Regions from separate parts of the Zea mays genome. Here region 2 is linked to region 1. Evidence: chromatin contacts called from public Hi-C data. All regions are on one chromosome and are shown on one strand. The core of a region is the stretch at or near the end of the contact, and the rest is flanking DNA. Distances in the headings are between cores, read along the strand shown.

Region 1 (5,227 bases), core at 1,340-3,839:
AACATAAACACTAGAGTGGAACCAAAACTATTACCACAGCCTTAGGCCATGTTCGTTTCATCCCTAAACCATATGGATTGAGGGGGATCGAAAGAGATTGGAGAGGATTTTAACTTGTAGGGGAGTTGATCCTCCTCAATCCATATGGATTTATAGAAAACGAACAGGGCCTTATGAGGAACAGACAGAGGCGGGTCAAATTCGGGTCATGGGGGTACCATTGAAGAACGGCGGATCTGGTGAATTAGCACGGCCAGGTCACTGGCATTAAACTTCACTACCATCATTGCTTTGCAACCAGTCCTTGCAACAAGCCTCCTTCGAGCTTTGAGGCCAGGCTTAATCCTAGCTATGCCGCCTTTGTAACAAACAAATGTAGCACGGTATTTTCATTTGTAGTGACACAGACACTTGATAGATAAGTTATCGCAAGTAGAGGGCAGGGCTTGATAAAAAAATAAATAAAAATGCATGAATACTAGAGAAATTCCATGATCATGCTATTTTTTGTACCAAAAACCTTACATATATATGGGATAACACCACAATGCCGGATTGTTTTTGTAGATCAAGACAATACAAGCCTTTGAACTTTCAACTAGTATGGTCAGGAAAGGAAGAGCATTATAAATAGAAGAAAGTGATGGGAATGACACTATTCTTGTCATGGTTTATACATAGAATCTAAGTTCCTATGGAACATAAACACTAGAGTGGAATCAAAACTATTACCACAGCCTTAGGCCATGTTCGTTTCATCCCTAAACCATATGGACTGAGGGGGATTGAAAGGGATTGGAGAGGATTTTAACTTGTAGGGGAGTTGATCCCCCTCAATCCATATGGATTTATAGAAAACGAACAGGGCCTTATGGGGAACAGATAGAGGCGGGTCAAATTCGGGTCATGGGTGGTACCATTGAAGAACGGCGGATCTGGTGAATTAGCACGGCCAGGTCACCAACTAAGGGCCTAAACCACCAACACCGGGGCACATACTGACAGACAACAAAAGTAAATAAAGTGTTTAACAAAACAATTTATATGGTATTTCAGTTCCACACTTGGTGCTGTTTGGTTTGACTGCTTTGCTCCGTGATCTGTTTATAGGGATATCCCGTATAATTAGTTTATGTTTGTTTTAGATGGGAAATAATCAGGTCATGGCGTACCTGTTACCAGCTAGTGTAAAGTGCATACCACGCACTTTCCAGAGTTAATAATCAACTGTCAGCATGCCTGCCAAGTGCCAACAGATGATGAGTCAGCAAAAGCGACAAACCCTTAACGCATAGTCTCTGCCACAGCCATGCAGCAATGTGCTGCATCCATCGGATCATTGCTGGGTAAGGGAGCCTGCGCTCTTTCTCCATCTTTTCACATCTTTCTGATCTTCTTCTCCCAACCCTAAACTAGTTTGTTCTTCAGATCTGCCATGGAAGGCAAGCTTAGCAGGTCACCATGCTTCACCCCACCGGTGTAGCAGTGTGCGTGGATGCACGGCAGCAGCGCCTGCAGCCAAAGTCATGCCATGCGTGCGCAGATGAGGGAGCCCGATTGCCTAAGTGGTGCAGCTGAGAGGGCTGTTGGTCGCCAGCGTCGGCGTGACACTGGGCAGCGTCTCATGGACCCTGTCCTACAGATGCAACCGGCAGTATACCATCAACGACACAGTGTCTTGAGTTCCCGTAGATGAGGAAGACGAGCTCTCAGTCTCTGTTATCTGATTTCATTATCGATGGAACCAAACAAAGTCGATAAACTTGTTGCCCCGTGTCATTCCGGTCCATAAACTTTTAAAGTGTGTCAGTCTGGTCCTTAATTGTTGTTTGGATCTCAGTTAGGTCCAAACGGGTCGTGGTTTACATGTGGACCCCACATGTCAGCCTGTGTATTCTCTTTTCTCAGTTCTCCCTCACCAGACATGCGGAAAAAGAGAGACAAAAAAGATACACAGGCTGACATAGGCTGACATGTGGGTCCACATGTCAATCACGACCGATTAAGGACTGGACTGGCACACTTTAAAAGTTTATAGACCAGTCTGACATAGGGCGACAAGTTTAAGGCCGGAAATGTATTTTACTCAAACAAAGTCAGTATTGTTTAATATGTTTCCATTAGCGGTCAGTTCCATTACCATTTGCGTTTACATTTACAAATGATACAACCAAACGACACCTTAATGTACATGGAAACCTATCTTCATCAACAATAGCACCAGGGCAGATATAGTAATGGGCAACCCAATAGTTTTTGTAGTAAGTTAGAAGTTAGTAGGCATCAATCAAATAGCTTGAGGTTAGATTTTGAAAAGTCGGTTTCGCACAGCAGATAGGGAAGAGGGGGGAGTACCTGGTGGGCGCTCTTCGCCGGAGAAGACAACGGCGGTAGACCACCCAGTCGTCGCAGACAGAGAGAGAGACCCCCCCCCCCCCCCCCCCCCCCTATCTGCTGTGGAGGATCGATCTGGGCTGGGGCACAGTCAGCGGTGCGAGGCAGACGGCGGCGGCGAACGGACGAGGAACGCGACGCGAGGGAGACGGGATCGAGGAGGTGGTAGACGGTTGGGCTTGGGCTTGAGATGGACTTTTTTTGGAAAAAAAAATTTGCTACTGGTTAAAGCCCAACCGATCTCAACGTGTTGTGGGCTTGTGGCACAATGGCCAGGGTCTTCATTTCAAGAATTACAGTTTCGGTTTTCTAATTTTATCATAAAACAACTTCAACAGATGGGTAAATTAGGGTTCAAGAGTTTTGGCTCCAAATAGACTCTAATTTTTGTAATACAATTAGTTTGTGCGAGTTTCTTTAATTGTCCTTGATAATTAGTGGGTGGAGAAAGAGACATGAATCAGTAGATCATGTAATCAAGGTATGGTGGTTAATTTTTGTGCAATTTTATGTAGAGGTATGAAAACAATGTTTTTCAAGCACCTTTTAAGGACATTCAAAAATTTTATGAAACTGACCTCTAGTTTTTTTGAAGCTAGAGCTCATGAAATTAACCTATTTAGATAGAATAAGCTAGAATGAACCTAAAATTCTTGAGGTGGAGACCTCACATAAAGGTAAGGTACTGTATGGTACGTAGGGATGGCTCACACTGTCACGCACAAGGATGAGGGTGGCCACTGGTTTCGTGTGTTCAAATTCCACTCGTGGGGATCCGTAAAATAATGCGTTAATTGTATACATGTCACTCAACTTTTACAAATTTAGATAATTAGTTCATTTTGATGTCATAGAGTGCCATAAAAATGCACTAGTTTCTAACTTTTTGGAGTGACATATTTCTAATTAACCCTAAAATAATTAGTTATTAGAGCTTGATGTAGTCTTTGCGCATGGGTGTTCAATAAGTCCTAGAATATTAATTTTAAGTTTTTTTACATATATAGTATAATGTTCGTGTGTTGTGACGGTACAACAATAGTAAATCAGTGTGATTGACCATCCCACAAGAAATAAATTTGAAATTAAAGTGATCCTCCACACAAAAAAATAAATTTAAAATTAAAGTGGATATATAGCCCACATATAAGATATAAAAATGTGGATATTATATTTTATCTTAGCTAAAAGGCCGAGAAAGATATGAGTTGAAAAAAGACTTGTCACTTTTTAATAGCTCGCTCGGTCGCTTGTCCTCCCTCAATTAGCAAGGTGAAACTATCCGAGAACGATGCGTTGCATGCGGCTTCGTGTCATATTGGGCTTGAGTGTTTTCTCATGGCCCGTCTGGCAGGTAACTGTCTGATTGTTAGATGAGACATGGAGGAGAAAAACAGATATACTCCATACACACTTCGTACATGACACACGACTCACGAAAATCGTGCTTTAAAGAGGTAGATTTTTTGTGATGGTTGAATGACTGATTTTCATAGTATCTCTTTAATTCTAATGCTCATTAGATGTTTAAACATGTAATAAATATTATTTTGCCAAGTGTGGTTTTACTGCTAATTAGCCAATCTGAGATGTAAAAACTTAGATGGTTTTATTGTTATTTGGCGTGCTAGACTTCTTATATAGTTATGTTATGTATGTGTCACTGGAACTGAATAGAATTGTTTGAAAAATGTATGGTCATGTGAAACTGAAATGTGAATTGATATTGCATGATGTATTGTATGCTTCTAAATAATTACCTATGGTATACTTCTAAATAATTATATGTATTTCCCTTACTATTTCTGGTGCTTTTATTTAATTACTTGCAATCGTTGACAGTGGCAGATCCAGGATTACATTAAAGGAGGGACTACTAATATAAAACTAAGAAAAAATAGACTAAACTAAATGATATAATTCAAATCTTTAAAAAAGCTCTAATTAGTTCCAAATGATGGGTTAGAATCATCTTTTACCTTGATGAGAAACCTATCTATCCTACCCCAATAAATGTAAAAATTAATTTTATCAACTAACCTATCAATTAATTGATGAAATAAAATTAATTAAAATTAAAAAACAACTTACATAGAGTGTGAGAGCTGCTCGCAACTTACCTTGCGTTGGCCAGCCACTGAGCGCCTGCTTGCTGTTGGTTTGCCGCGTGCGTGGTGCATTTCGATCCTTGGCTAATGCACTGCTAGCTACATGCTGCTGGCAAACTAGCTTGAGGCCCTGGGTCCCACGGACATAGGCTGGCATAGCCATGCATGTGCATGCGTCGTGCTGCGGTAAAAGGGTGACCATAGAATCGTACGTAGATGTTGGATTACACAATGTGATTTATTTTAGTTAGCTTTTATGTACTAAAACTATATATACTATAAGCGCTTTTGCCCAGCCGACCGGAGCTACAGCCCGGATAGCCACTGATCGTCGATCACCCAATGGACACCCAACACCTAGCGGGTGTGGGCATAAATATTCACCCATTAAGCATTATGGGTGCGAGTATGGTTTGATGTGCGTGGGTGTCAACAAGAATGGGTGTTTGCTCCACCCACATTACACGCATTTATTGTCATCCCTAACAGTGCATACGTTTTTTCGGATCATATCATTTAATGAATCTGTTTGTTCATATCGAGTTCACATATTCAACATTTGATACTATATACACATTTAAATACTTATGTCATATTTTATAATATTTATATTTATTTATATCATATCTAATATTACTAATATTGTTTGTATTTGAATCTAAATTCAAATAAAATATGACAATTAAATACAATGTCAGTATTATCCGTTCATACACCAGTGGAGT
Region 2 (4,832 bases), core at 202-2,701, 240 kb after region 1:
TTGTTCATATGTTCCAATAAGTAGAGGGCAAAACATATGATGAGATCAACTCTTTTCTTATTGTTTACAAATTGGATATTACACACATCCACTATATTATATTGTATTTTAATTGTATCTTATATTTAGAGTACCGTGCAGCAGTTTCAGGTTTTACGTGCACTAATTGGCTCTATAGTCGGTTCCGAACTAGTAATAAACACCCTCAACGCTGAGCTGATCCTGGAACAACGAAAAAATTACTCCCTCCGTTTTTTTAGTTGTCGCTGGATAGTTCAATTTGCACTATCCAACGACAACTAAAATGAAATGGAGGGAGTATTATTTTCGAATAACATAGTGAACAAAATGAGATGGATGTATATTAATATGATCAACGACTATTCATTTTCAGTAGACTACTTTATTGGATGATCATATCCACACTCCCTACACCGCCACACATGGGGATGAAATTAAATCGAACGAGAGTGGCAGCAGCTAGCGATCGAGCTAGGCTAATCGTCCATGTCGGGACGAACAACCAGATGTTAGCTTTGTACGCTAGCCACTTTTATTTTTATTTGTGGACGTACGTATACTAGCAAGTAGCCGCGCGCGCTGCGCTACGCTACTTTTAGCAAGTAGCTGAGCTGAGCTAGTTGCTCGTACTGATCCATGTCCTGCACTTGGGACCAGGATAGCCGTGGAAGATGTCTCGGCATTGGAAGCGAGGAGGGTCCGAATGATACAGAAACTCGCACCGTTCGCAGTTGCTCGAGCACGACTCCACCTTGTCCAGGCACATGCAGTTGGGGATGTAGTCCCTTGTGCAGGCCACGCTGTCGCAGCAGTCCCACGGCCTCGGTGTGCAGACCGGGGGCTCGGTCAGGCTTAAGATAAAGTCACCGCAGACGAAGCCGTCGCCGGCCGGCGACGCCTCGCAGTCCTGGCAGTCGGCGGAGCACTTGTCCACCACGTCGTTGCAGCGCCACGCCGGCAGGGAGGCGTCCTTGATAGCGGAGTCGCAGCAATTCCACGGTCGACCACCAGCGCCAAAGCTGCTGGGGAGACGAATCGCGTCGTCGGCGTCGGTGTGGCGGGCGTGGCTGGACCTGGCGGCGGTGGCGCCGAAGCAGACAGCGACAAGAAGAGCGACGAAGAGCATCGTCGCAGGGATGACGGGGCTGGTGCCCATGCCGCTGCCCGCTGCTATGCCTTTCTTCTTTCTCCAAGCCTGAAGTTGTTGCTGATGATTATTCATTCGCAGGCGCATGGAAATAAATACACCCATCCATACGTGTGGCCCTACCGCCCTAGTGGATATGTATGGACGGGTGGCATTCATGTGTGTGCTCAACCTTTAATAATTTGCTACAGTAACATATAGAGTACGACTGTACGAGTACATACGAGTGGTTTGGTTGCATGTGTGGTTCCTGGTCAGTCCAGCTCGCAGCTGGGAATCGGGCCAGGACGGGCCGGTCCAGGCCAGATCCATCGTGATTTGGACTAAATAGATTTAGGGGGTGTTTGGTTTTTAGGGACTAATGTTTAGTCCCTACATTTTATTCAATTTTAGTTCTAAAATTATAGATTAAAATGGAATAAAATAAAGGGACTAAACATTAGTCCCTAGAAACCAAACACCCCCTTAGACTAAGAAGACTAAAAAACTTTTAAGTTATGTCATATCAGCTTAAAGAGTAGAAACAGTAATGCAGTTCGGACTTAAAATATGTTGTGACTTCGTTGGCGTGGCGAATTAAGTCTGGCCTATATATTTGAACCATATAAAATATAAATATTACAACAATATACAGTTCATAGCTTATTAAATTAAAAAATATTAAACAGTGTTAACATCATTTTAGAATTACAATAAAATCTACATTTGCGAGAGCAATTAGACCACAAGCAACATGAAATACAATAAAAACATAACCCAGAGTGTGTGTGACACACGCAGCTGACTGATAACACTAGTAGAAAAAAAGGCTCAAAGCATGTGGTACGGTATATTTTTACAGACGAATCCGGTTATCAACCGTCTATGCTATTTTTATTGTTTTTAAAACCTGTTTTATTTTTTTGAAAATAATTTTCACTTACGATTTTATTACGTCGACCGCAAGTAGAAATCGATTTTTACTGGCGGTTTTCTTAGCTCAACCGTCAGTGGAAATCGATTTCCACTGACGGTCCTCAGTTACCCGCTTGTAAAAATGATGACTTATACTGGTCTCTAGCACCGGTGGTTTAAAAAACGCCAGTGAAAATAGATTCACTATCGCCACTATAGAGCTTCTCTATACTAGTGTAATGGCATCTATTTCATCTAGAAATATTGTGGATGGACGCATGATGCCTAGCAAGCTCAAATCCTACTTAGTAGTAGTACTAATGTCTTCGTAGAGGAGATAAGAACTTAGCTAAGGTAGTAATCATAGATCATGAATCATGCTAGGTATTTTGTAGTACGATAGATGCACTTGCGGTACGATCTTTCAATTGTTCCCCAATCCTAACAGAGAAATGAGAATACAGAAGTGAACTATAGTTCTATACTTAAGAACAGCAAGGACCAAGGATTTGAGAGCACAAGTCATCATGTTCTTCCAAAATTACGCGATTGGCATAAATTGTCGGTGTGCATATGCATGGACGGGTGGGTGGGTGGCATACATCATACATGTGTGGTCGACCTTTAATAATTTGCTACAGTAGCATATATGATTTGTAGCAAACTCTTGTTTTTCCAGTAAGATTTGTAGCCCTGCATGTGAGGTCTGTTCAGAAGGCTATCTTAAACTTCGTGCCTAACACTACCGTGGAGCCTCTGTTTCCCTCTAAACTTTTGTAACTTTATACCATCAGCCATCGTAAGAATCGGATTTTAGGTAATGCTATTCTGATTGTGAAACGAACTTATGAGTTCCACCACAGCATGTGTAAAGTGATGCTTTGTAGTAGAGATTGGTTGTTGACATAATTTGTGAGATATTGAAGTCTATGATAATATATGTGTTATTCGAATCATTGTGCACAAATATTTTATCGAATAATTTGTCTCAATTAGTGCTAGCAAGAGCATAGAACAAGAGTCTATAAAAGATGCTATTAAGAGCATGGAATGACAATTAATACTTTCGCATCTCAATATATATTATCATAACAGTTTGGGTCCCACGTAATCAAGGGGTTTCAAGGGAAAATTAAAAACGAAATAAGACTTAGAAAGCGGATATGCTGGAGCTTTTTTTCTCCCGAATCATTTTTATCACTGAACTAGGTGTGCGCCCATACGTTGCAACGGAAACATATAACTGTGAACGCTCATGGCAGGTACTGGTCGCGCGTGGTGCAGTGCAGGAGCTGCAACGCGGCGCTCAAGGCCATGAAGGCGCTCGAGGCTGCCCTGCAGGTGGCCTCGGTCGCCGTCGTCGGGTTCCTTGCCGTCGCCAAGGGAACGGTCCTCACGTCGACTGTTCAGAGGGCCGCGGTCGTGTTGGCAGCCGTGTTGTGCTTCGCTGCCTCCCGCTGGCTTGCCAACTTCATCCAGAACTTCTACTTCCAAGACTACATCCACGCCTACAAGTGACGCGCTCAGGAATACATCCGTTTTTAAGGTTTTTGTTGCTAGGAGATTGTTGTATTTACTGTGAATGCATATTATTAGGAGAATTGGGTGGGTAGAAAGTAGTATATATACTGCATTAACTTGTATATAATAATGCATATGATCGATGATGAAACGGAATACACGCGGCTTCAGTTGTGTTCACTGGAACTTAGCTGAGTTGGTTAGATGATCTGAGTAATACTTCGCCGATACTCCCCCAAATACCCACCCTCCTTGCCGGGCAGCGCCACTGAGGGCATGGCGGCCCCGCAGCCAATGGTACGCTATACGGCGTGGTAGACGGGCTGCTCTCCCAAGAGCGCAGCAGCCTGCTGCCCCACCTAAATTGATAAATAAGTTACCAATGATATTATATGTTCCCGTTGCAACACTCCCAGATCCCCAAGGAAGAAAAAGATCCGGTCAAATATGCGTCGATGCTCATCCCCAGCTTACATAAGTTACCCATGGTATTATATGTTTCCGTTGCAACGCACGGGCACACACCTAGTATAATACATATGATATCATGGTTAAGTCCTGTCATAGTGCTTCAATCCTCTATGACCTGACTGGCGTTTTTAGTGTCTTCATCAAACCTGCCTGATGCTCAATAGAGAAGTATAGCTACAGGGTATCTTCAGACAAGTTCCTTAGTTTCGTGGTGTCTCGCCGAGGATCGATGCCAACATAGAGAAGGTCTACACTATTAGTGTGTGTTTGGTTTGGTTTTTGGATTTGGATTTTGCCCCTAAAAGTCAAAAGCCAAACCAAAAGGTTTGATCCAGGAAGTAGCTTTTTCTAAAAGTTGTCTTTCTCACAATGTAAAAGTAAAAGCACTCCTAGACCTGCTTTTATTGGCTTTCAGATGGAATTATGAAAACATATATGAAAGGGAAATAGGCTCAAACCTTTTCCTAAATGATTTTGGTGGTTGAATTGCCCAACACAAATAATTGGACTAACTAGTTTGCTCTAGATTATATGCTCTACAGGTGCCAAAGGTTCATCTACAACTATACTAAATCGACTGTCCGGAATACCGTAGATTATTCCGGACAGGAGAAACTTTTTGGAAAATCAGGCCAAGAGCGGACCGTCCGGGCCCTTGCGGCGGACCGTCCGCGACACTACTTTGACTTCGACCAGGAACTACAAATCAGGGATAGTCCGACTAAACCGCGGACCGTCCAGCTACAATGCGCGGACCGTCCGGCTATAATTCACGGAC

Evidence for each region. A called contact is a pair of places that touch in the nucleus more often than the background predicts.
Region 2: a contact with region 1 is called in a Hi-C map of ear, with 4 times the contacts expected there. The contact joins the promoter of LOC100284348 here to the promoter of LOC103646318 in region 1. A contact is called at or near these places in 5 of 25 Hi-C or Micro-C datasets (ear, leaf and tassel).

The regions. Positions count from the first base shown.
Region 1 is chr2:39,409,748-39,414,974 of Zm-B73-REFERENCE-NAM-5.0, forward strand. It overlaps LOC103646318 (protein FAR1-RELATED SEQUENCE 6), which reads right to left and starts at 2,590. Exons shown (of 3, transcript XM_008671049.3): 1 at 2,356-2,590.
Region 2 is chr2:39,654,319-39,659,150 of Zm-B73-REFERENCE-NAM-5.0, forward strand. LOC100284348 (Bowman-Birk type bran trypsin inhibitor) reads right to left here and starts at 1,452. Exons shown (of 2, transcript NM_001157243.2): 1 at 1,393-1,452; 2 at 361-1,216. The coding sequence starts at 1,177. The coding sequence ends at 638.